Linked DNA regions of Sus scrofa: region 1 is linked to region 2. Evidence: chromatin contacts called from public Hi-C data. All regions are on one chromosome and are shown on one strand. The core of a region is the stretch at or near the end of the contact, and the rest is flanking DNA. Distances in the headings are between cores, read along the strand shown. Region 1 overlaps LOC106507478 (a long non-coding RNA gene). Region 2 overlaps LOC110260653 (a long non-coding RNA gene).

Region 1 (5,350 bases), core at 404-2,903, 100 kb before region 2:
TTTTTTGAGGGGTCCAGCTGAGTGTGTTCGTGTGTGTGTGTGTGTGTCTGTGTGTATCTGTGTGTCTCTGTATGTTGGGTTGAGAAGAGATGCTCAGTCTGACTCAAATGAGCTTGAAGGTGAACCTGCCTTCATCTTTATTCTGTGGGCTTAGTGCTGAGGGTATTGGGAGGAGAGACTTGGTGAGAAGAGATGGTCCATGGTGGCTACTGTCTGGGAGCCCCTGGTCCCCTCTGAGGGCATCCAGAAGGCTGAGGCTGCTGAAGGTGACTGGGAAGGTTGGAGCCTGTCCTTTGCTTAGCAGCTTCCTCCTGGCCTCAAGGTGTCCCCGCCCCACTCTGTCCCAATCTAGTGCCCATCTCAGCACGAGACATCTTACCTGCTGAGAGACTGCAGGGTAGAGGATGAATGAGCCCACACGAAGATGCATTTGATGGAAAGGAGAAAAGGAGCAGCCTGGAGGGATGTTTTCCCCTAGTCCAAGATTCTCCCTCAACAAGGAAGCAAGAGCTTTGCCTGAGTGAGGGTCAAGGAGCGGGAGCCCAGAGTGAGGTCGGAGGGAACTGACTGAACTGGGAAAAAGTGCCGGGAGACGTTGAGGGCCATTTACGAAGGAAGGAAGGAATGGTGGCTCCGGCTTCAGCCCCTACATGTGTCTTCCTTAGAAAAGCAGCTTCTTGAAGCATCGGGCTGCAGGTGTCTAGATTCCTTGAGGGCAGAAGATGGATGCATTCAGCTCTGCATGGATCCACGCAGTCACGGAACAAACCCCTGCTGGGCACGTGCTGTGTACCAGGGACTGTGTGGGACTCTGCGGGTACAACTGCGGTGGCAGGAATGATGCCCCTCTCTCATGGACCTTAGGGTCTGATAGGGAAGCAAACAAAAAGCCAACCACCAACCTTCGTGGAGCAGTGGAAACGAATCCGACCAGTATGCATGAGGATGCAGGTTGGATCCCTGACCTTGCCTAGTGGGTTGCAGATCCGGTGTTGCCATGAGCTGTGGTGGAGATTGCAGACGAGGCTCAGATCCCAGAAGGCTGTGGCTGTGGTGTAGGCCGGCGGCTGCAGCTCCCCAGCTGTAGCTCCAGTTCAGCCCCTAGCCTGGGAACTTCCATATGCTTAGAGTGTGGCCCTAAAAAGCAAAAAAAGCCAACCACATTCATAATTAAAGAAACCGACAGAGGAGAGAGGGTACCAGGGCACGCCTTGTGGGGCAGGGTTCAGAGAAGGCCCTGCAGGGGAGCAGGATAAATGAGCAGAGCGTTCAGGTGGGGACGGGGCTGGGGGACATGATGTGTGGAGCCCTGGGGAGAAAGGAGCTCTCAGGGCCAGTGATCCAGGGAGTGTGAAGCAAGACGGATCATCAGAGGGGCAGGACACCAGGTGGGGCCTGGCAGGATTTGGGTTTTATTCTGAGAGTTTTTGGACGTCCCCTTGGGCATCTACCTGATGAGGCTTTCTTCCAAGCAATGGCCAAGGTGCACGTTTTGAAAGCTTTTGCTTAAGGTGACATCTTGTGTCATCTAGACTGTCCCCACGCTCTCATGACTCAGCAGCATATCTGGGAGATGACTGGGGATCAAGGGTCAGGCTGAGCTCAAACATTTTTCTCTTAAGAGAGGCTCACCGCCTTTTGATGCTGACATCAAAGCCACCAGGAGCTTTGTAAACACACAATGGATGCCAGGGCTCCGGCTCAGGCCTCCAGCATCCCTGGGGGTGGGGGTGGGGGGTCAAGGCCCAGATGGCTTTGCGGCCCGGTCAGGGTGGAGCACCCCTGCCTTACAAAGTTCCAGCTCAGTACCTCAGCCTCATAAAAGCCCCCCTCCCACCAAAGACCACATCAAAGATGGGGCCCAGCGAGACTGGCTTTCCCTTGGTTGCTAATGACTTAACCAAAGCCTTTCCCCTGCCCCATCTACCTGCCTCGGGCCTCTTAGGAAAGTAAACCTGACTATCTGTCAATATTTACTCTGTCTGCTGCCCTCAGTGGAAGAAGGGAAAATGGTTTCCACTGTCAAACTGGTGTTTATACAAAGGATTTGTAGGCCTTCTCAGAGCTATGGAAAATCAATCACCCCCAGTTAACCTGCACCCCTAACGAGGTGGTGGCTTTTCTCCCACCATCCTGTCAACCTGTAAGAATTCACATTAACAAGGATCTCACCCCGAATCCTGGGAAACAGATGCTCAGCGTGTAACCCAATCTGAGAAGGTGAAGGTGAAGCCTGCCCTGCTGATTTGGGAGGACAGTGCCGTGGGGCTGGGCCACCTGGGCCCCACTCAGGAGAAACCAGCCAATGCCAAGACCCTTGTGTGGAGTGTTCTCTGGGACCTGGAAAGCTGACCAGCCCATTGTATTTGCTCCAATCAACAGTACGCCCTTGGAGTTCCCATGGTGGCTCAGCAGTAAAGAACCCGACTAGTATCCATGAGGATGCAGGTTCGATCCCTGGCCCTGCTCTGGCGTTGCCGTGAGCTGTGGTATAGGTCACAGACATGGCTCAGATCTGGCATTGCTGTGGCCATGGCCGGCAGCGGCAGCTCCGATTGGACCCCTCGTTGAGAACTTCCATATGCCATGGGTGCAGCCCTAAATAGACCAAAAACAACAACCCCAAAACCCCCAGTATGCCCAGTGTTGCTTCCGGACAGGGCTCTGCTATGGTGGCATCAAAAAGGAATTGCGATTCAGCTTGCTGGAACCTCGCCTTGCTCAGAAGGCAGGCACTCCTGAGAGGTGGCCGGCTTGCTCCCCGGGGAGCGCAGAGTAGCACGGGAACACCGGGCAGCTCCAGCCGGCTTCCATAGTTGCAGTCACAGCCACGTGGTGTTGGACATCCAAGCCCCCTGGGACAGACACACTGAAAAGCCATTTGCCGGGCTCCAGAGGAAAAACAAATTTGATCGCTGCCTTTGTTGTTCCAAAGAGGCTTGGGTTTTATGGGTCAATCCGAGGGGCACAAGCAAGCACATTTGAGAAAGAGCTTCAGGGGCCACTTACACGCCACGGACAGTGCAGCCCAGACGTGCTGCCCCGGCTCCCACCACGTGCCCGTGCGGAGCCAGACGCCAAGAGGTGAACCAAGGCTGCAAAACATCAGTGGGTCAGCTCATCACAGCCCTAGGAGGAGCTCAGGCTTGTCCCCTCGCAGAAGAATGGAGGAATCTGGTCTGGGCAAGGCTGACTCCTGATGGAGAATGAAAGGACAGGGAAGGGGGGAGGGGGTGGGAAGGAGAGAGAGGGAGGGGTTATTTTAACGTGGACCTAATTGTATGCATTTAGATCTTTATAGACGGTAACTCATTGAGTCCTCCTGACTCAGCCCTCTTCGATGAACCCTGCTGTCTTTAAAATGGGGATGATATTAGAACCCACCCCGAGGGCTGTCCTTACATAGAATCTCAATAAAATAGTACGTGGAATATGCATAGAAAAGTCGGAGCATGCAGTATGTGCTCAATAGTGTCTGTACTTATTACTACTACTGCTACTTTTACTAGCCCTATTTTACAGAAGAGGAGACTGAGGCTTGAAGGGGATTAGCCCGAGGTCATGTGGGCAGTGAGCAGCCCAAGGTCACATGGGCAGTGAGCAAAGCCAGCATCAGAAGCCAGGTCTCCAGCTCTGGAGACTGAGCCCCCCTGTCTATAAAGGTCTGCTCTGCATTAACTGTATGGGATGAGGCCCTCGCTTAGTAGGACTGTGTGGGCTTCGTCCTGTGCTGTTCCCACGCGCATCCCACGTGGAGTTCAGTGTACTTCATCAGGTGGTCCAGCCTTTCCTGTTCTCCAGAAATAAGTGGCCCTGCTCTGAGCATCTGTGTGTCCCAGGCCTGTTCTCCAGGCCACTCCTGGGATGTCCACAGACTTACCTCTCCTCCCAGGGGGCCCTTGGCTTGGGGACGCAGGGAACTGGGAGCCCTCACCTCCTGAAACTTGGGCTTCCTCCCTTCCTAACCTGTGGAGCTGGCCCCTGGCTGGGCCTCCCTGAGAGGCCTAGCAGCTGTCACCCCTTCATGGGGGGACCCACTCAGGCCTCTGGTCACCTTTTCCCCTGTCATTGAACACCGGTATATTCTTTTGTTGCTGCTAACAAATTACTGCAAATGCAGTGGCTTAACGCAATACAAATGACTCTTAACAGTTCTGGAGGCTGGAAGTCCAAAATCAAACTTACAGCCAGGGCTGGTTCATTCTGGAAGCTCCAGGGAAGACTCTATTCCTCGCCTCCTCCAACTTCTAGAAGTTACCTGCGTTCCCCAGCTCCTGGTCACATCTCTCTCTCTTCTTCCATCAGCACATCTCCTCTGACTCTGACCCTCCCGGCTCCCTCTTACAAGGATTTATGATAACATTAGACCCCCACAGATAATCTAGAATAATCTCCCCACCTCAAGATCCTTAACCTTATCAAAGTTCCCTTTATTACATAAAGTAATATTCTCAGGGTCTGGGGATTCGAATGGGGACGTGGTGAGAGTTCCCCACTGGCCTAGGGGTTAAGGGACATTGTTGGGAACTGATGTTCAGCCTACCACAACCGGGTTCCTAGACCTTCTTCCTATATTCATTCAATGAGCTTCCACTGCGCCCCAGCCAGGCCCAGGCCCAGGTACTGTTTCCACAGCCTGGGAAGAGTTGGCCCTGTTGACTTGAGGGCCCTTGTGCTCATTAGCTTCTTGGGGGTGCAGAGTCATCCTTTTCAGCTCACTCCCCAGTGCCTAGCCCAGAATAGTTGCTAACTTTTCTGACTTGCCAGCTTTTCTTTTGAACACCGTAAATAACGTGATTGGCTTCCATGCCGGCAACAATCCCGGGAGTACCTACTGCTAACTTTCCACCGAGGGGGATCCGAGGGGTTTCTTGCTTGTCACTCAGCGGGTGGGCGAGGACCACGATTTGCACCTGGGCAGTCCGCTCCCGAATCCCTGCTCATAACTGGGGTCCCACCTGGTCTCCCAAATAGCCGCTCTCAGCAAACACTTATGGAAGGGAGGACGCAGCCCCTAGAGCTGTATGTTCAGGGAACTGAGGTCTTGAGCTTCCTAAGTGAGCAGCCCTTCCCTGAAAGAGAGGCTGCGAGGAAGGGCCCTGCGCCTCAAGGGTAGGCCTGCCCAGGGCACGCTTCAGGGGCTCGGGGGGGCTGGAGCTGCAGGGGCCACTGTGACCAGGCTGACCTAGGAGCTTAAAGGCTGTCCCCAGTCCCGGGCACTCCATGGGGAAAGGAGCATGTCTGCTTTGCTGACTGTCCTATCTCAGGCCCAACACAGTCTCTGCCCAGAGTAGGTGCTTGATGGAAACCTTTTTTTGTTGTTGTGGTTTTTTTGGCCTTTTTTTTATGG
Region 2 (5,143 bases), core at 620-3,119:
ACCAATCAAGACATTACAAGTGACAGAATAATTAGAGTCCTGACAACCAAGTAATGGGTGACTACTGTGCTCCAGACATTGTTCTTAGAGCATATTCCTCATTTGATCCCTCTGCCAATGCTATGGAGTGAGGACTGTTAGCCACATTTTCATGACCAGAAAACTGAGGCTAAAACAAAGTATGTGGTAGAGCTGGGATTTGAACCAGGCCTGTCTAATTCCAGCGGTGGGATATGTGGATTCCAACCCATCTGGTATCCATGTCCTTAGCCATTAAGCTTTCCAGTCTTCCTGCTTTGACTTTGCTTTTGCCCTTGAGGTTGTTCTACCTGCCTCATCTACTCTATGTCTTGTGCTGTGTATTTCTTGGGAACTATAGTCTGGAAGATTATGGAGAAACACAAAGACTTGTTGATGCCTCTACCATCTGCTGGATCAACTGGGGGTTTTCCGCCCTTTTCAACAAAATCATCAGGGTTACACTCTCGAAGGACTTTAATACAGAAGGACATTGGAAAGATTCTCCGGATCTGTTAGAATTCATCTGGTTAGAAAAAGTGTGAGATGGGGCAAAGTCTCATTGATGAGCAGAATGGCTTCGTCAAGAAGAATCTGTTTGAAATCAGCTCTTTAACCAACTGCTAAACCACAGAAAGAGAAGCAGACATATGTGCAGAGTAAGACATGCAGATGCTAAATGGAATGCTCGTTAGCAGGTAGGCTCAGACCCCTTCAAATTACATTGCAAGACCAATAAAAACCTGTTGGAAAATAAATAATTCAAAGAGATGGCTCTAGGTGTTTTCTAGAAATAAGCGTGTTATGTTGTTATCATTAGAATCAACATTGCCAGAGCAAGTCTTACACATTAATTAAGCTGGCAACCACTTCTGAGGATAATTTAGGCCATCAGGGAATAGGAATAGGAATAACCTCTAACACCTGTAGGAATTTATGGTGTGCAACACTTTTTCACGTGTAATGTCTTGCGTTGTCCTTACCACAAACCATTGAGATCTACAGGATTTCCATTTAGAATCAAAGAGTCTAAGGTTCAGATTTTAGGTTTCCTGCCTTTAAATCCATTGCTTTTTTTCCCCACTACTCTAAAATGTAATAATAACAATAATACTAATATAAAATAATAACAATGGAAATTAAGGGAGTAACCTGGCAAAGCAGATATACTCCCCCTTCACAACTCTTCCTGGGCCCTGCATGATATATCGGCTTCTTGTCTTTTACAGTAGATGATGAAAAATGAGTTAAAAGTGGATGCCAGTCCTCCCTTCTGAAGGATTACATTTAAGTGCAGCCCATCTAAAGAGTAGGCACGTATTCATTCATCAAACACAAGGACATAGGGCTTTGTCGGCACATGGCGAGGTTTTGTGCAAATTTGAAAAAAGGTGCCTCACCCTCTGAGCTGATGTGGCCCCAGACAAAGACACAGCTACTGACCGGCACAGCACTGGCAGGACTTTAACACCCATTTTGTCCCCCAGACCGGACACCTTTGTCCGGAGCACAAATTGCACAACCAAAAGCAAAGACTCACCCTCCAGAGGAGGAAAAGGCAAATAGATATGGATCATTACAGCAATGTAAATAATATCATCATAGATTTGAGAAAGGTACTTCGAGAGGATTAACTAGACATTCTGCTCAAAATTTTACTCTTAATCCTCTTGTTGAGGTTTGATAGAGCCCAACTAATTGTGTTCTTTTTCCCTGACCCTGGATCCATGGAGAGATAACATTTAAAAATAAGCTGATATTAGAGAATGTGACTTGCAGCCTAGAAGCAAATAGACTTTGTCAGGCTAAACGTCAGAATCAGGCCAACTTACCTACCCTGTCAGTTAGAGGCAATGCTGGATTTCCATGACCTACAACCCGCCTGGACCCATGTGGGGGCCTGGCCACGACAACCTCAATTGCTTCCTGCCAAGTGAATTACGTATCAGAGAAAGAAAGAAGAAAAGGCTGAGAGGCCCATTCCCAGGTCCTGATCCCCAATTCAAAAATTCAAAAGGCCAGGAATTCTAGCAGAGCTTCTCCCACGTAGAAAGAAACATCAGACATGGGGAAGAATTCCCACTCTGCCCCCCCCCCTTTTAATGAGTATGAAGATGTATTCCATTTCTATTCCCAGCACTAGACCACGAGTGGGGACCACATCTGCTCTACTCCCCATTTTTTTTGCCAGTACCCAGCCAGGACTTGCCACATCGCAGGCACTCATTAGCTAGCCTTTTCAAAAACAATGATTAAATGTTGACTGAAAAGCTCAGAAAAGGCTTCCAGAAAGGAAGTGACATTTGAGTTGAGCCTCAAAGAGTCAGTCGCCAAGACAAAACAGTGATGGAAGGGAATTGCAGGGGTTTTCATAGGGGCAGCAGGCTCTGTGAAGAGGGGAAGATGAGAGGTGGCCCAGGAGAAGCCAGATCGTAAAATGTCATGTGTGCCAATCAAAACCGTACTGGAAGACAAAGGAAAATAAACAGGGATGAGCCACGGATTAGCCAAGTGGCGTCTGGGTTACCATGACAGCAGTGGAGACCTTACACATAAGCCCCCTCCAAGCCTCCTATTCAAATGCCCATGGAGCTGCACCAAAAGACACTCATCCCCCATGGAGTGAACAAAAGATGGTAAATCACATGATTTCTAGGAGGCGTCCCACCATCCATGGTATGGAAGGAGAGGCCACTACAAAGTACAATCTAGAGCTTTGTTTCACAGGCTCCACCTTGAGCCAGAATAGCAGAACCCCCAAAAAGCAGATGCCAACACTCTATATACCACTCATGCTGCTTCTCCCTATGGGACCAGAATCCAAAAAAGACAGGCTCTTGCCCCAGCAACCGGGAAACTGTCTTCTGAGCCAGCCAGAGCCCTGATCTTCTTCTCGCTCCTTCACCTATAGATCCTTCTAGAAGGCACTACTCCCAGCATAGACCACGATACCATCTTGGGATACTTGGGTGCACGGCAAATCAAAGGAAGCAGGATTGTGAGAGGGATGCAGCCAAGAGGGAAGAGCAAGGCTGGGGGCAGGTGGTCAGTTCTCACGGCCTTCAGTCCTCAAAGAGCAGGTCCCAAGTGCCTTTAAGTCAGAGGACCAGTCTTGCTCAGGCTTATCCACATTTGAAGAAGGGCAACCTGAGGATGGGGTTTACATACTCCAAGGACACCTCCTGGAATCCACGGGAGAGTAAAAGGCACCAAAGCTGTTTATTTCTCCAGCCCTCTCTGCTGGCAAACTTTAGACTAAGCTAAGCCTCTGTCCATCAAAGGAAAAGCAAACAGAAAGAAAAACTGCCCAGTTCTGGAAAGACTCTGTAGTTTAAAAGAAAAGACCAGTGTGTTAAAGTCTCAAATTAAAACAACACTCTGATAATAATTTTCTAGGACAAATAGGAAGTGTCGAGCGGACATCTATCTCAGCATCCTTCTAATCATAAGAGGGGGACATGAGGAGCAAAGGAACTGAAATGAAGACAAAGGTGAACAGAAGGATGGTTCCTCATGACTCATTTCTCAGATAGGGGTTCAGCACCTGCTATGGGCCAGGCACTGTCCTAGGCAGGATACAGCAGTGAAACACAGCAGATGAAGATCCCTGCCCCCCAGAGCTTCCATTCTAGTGGGGAGAGGGGGGACAGATAATAAACAATAATAATGAATACATTATTTGGTAAATTAAAAGGTGATACTGGCTGGGGGGGGGGAAGAAAGGAAAAGCAGGACAGGGTCGGGGGTTCAGAAGTGCTATGATGTGGGATGGTGGGAACGGAGGAGAGGGGCCAGCAGCCTTGCCGGATGATGCAGAAAGCCCAGCAAAAGTGCACTGTGGACAGGACCAAGAGGGTTGTTTTAAACTGATACAAGGTAAACTCCACGACAAGGGAATCACTCATTTTTATGGACTGGGTGCCTCCGTATTCATACAGTGAGAACTGCCACTGCATCATCTCAGTCCCTCTCGTTTCTCTTTGTATGGTGACAGCCTCCCAGCTGGTCTCCCTACCTTCGCCTTGCCCCTCTCCAATCCCCTCTACCTCTGAGGCCACAACAAGTTGTTACATGCAACCTGTAGGTGTCAGGGGTTGCGATAGCAGAGATTGTACCTGTGCTGCTCCCTTCTGAACGCTCAACACCCAGCCCCAGTGCCTGGCATCTGCTAGACTTTCACGAATGCGTTAGAGTGAATTAGAGAGATGGAGAGGGATGGGAGAAGGGAGGGAGAGAGATGCGGAGAGGAGAGGCAGGAAGGCAGAAAGGCAGAAAGAAAGGAAGAAAGAAAGATGGAGGGAGGGGGGAAGAAAGAAGGATGGAGGGAGGAGGGGAGGAAAAAAAAAGACATGAAAAGAAGAAAGACCCACTTGGAAGAAGCAAGAGCAGAGACCTAGTAAGGTGTTCAGCAGGAGGAAAGGGGTGGAGGAAGATTCCAGGGAGAAGGAGGAGCCCGTAGCTGAGGCTCTAGCGCTCTTTGAGTCTTCTGCTGGGGGAGGGGGGGGGTCTGCTCCTTGGCTCCTAGAAATCTTCCAAGAAACATGGGACAGATCCTCAAAAGGATGGATGGAGCCAAGCCCGAAAGGTCTAGAAAATAAGCCAAATATTTGAAACCAGGACACCCTAAAAATCTAGGAATTCTGGTCCCTTGTCCCCATAACCCACATGGGACAGCTGTACCCAGAATGAGTCCCTAGAGTTCAAAGAGCTCCACCACAGAAGCAAACTAGCTAATCAGCCCCTTCCACCATCATGTCTCCTTTCAGGGGACGTGAATCCCTCGTGAGATTTGGCAGTTTGAAGAGAAGCAGAAACCCCAAGCATCCAGTGGGTGAATAAGGACAGGTTTTGTCACCTTGTGGCCCCCATCACTGCCGTCCAGGACCATCCTCTTGGGGCATCCGCAGAAGCAGGCTGCAGGGACATTTGAGCTCCTTCTCGAGGACAGGAAGAAGGTCACATGCCTCTTCTCGGCTTCACCCGTCCTCCCTTCCCCCATCCCTCCATCCCTCCCTACACACACACACACACACACACACCACCCAACCCCGCTCCTTCTCAACACAAAAACAGCTGTGTTCTCATGGCTGGAATGATATGAGGTCTATTTATTTGGGCTTAAGAA

Evidence for each region. Hi-C and Micro-C count contacts between places; a contact is called where the count stands out from the background.
Region 1: a Hi-C map of liver shows a contact between it and region 2, with 1.8 times the contacts expected there. A contact is called at or near these places in 4 of 47 Hi-C or Micro-C datasets (embryonic fibroblasts, liver and skeletal muscle).

Annotation. Positions count from the first base shown.
Region 1 is chr5:14,330,389-14,335,738 of Sscrofa11.1, reverse strand. All of the region lies in intron 2 of LOC106507478 (a long non-coding RNA gene), which reads left to right. Among named protein-coding and RNA genes, the nearest start is that of NUAK1, 240 kb to the right of the region's middle.
Region 2 is chr5:14,227,132-14,232,274 of Sscrofa11.1, reverse strand. LOC110260653 (a long non-coding RNA gene) reads right to left here. Exons shown (of 2, transcript XR_002343922.1): 1 at 4,874-5,143. Among named protein-coding and RNA genes, the nearest start is that of NUAK1, 140 kb to the right of the region's middle.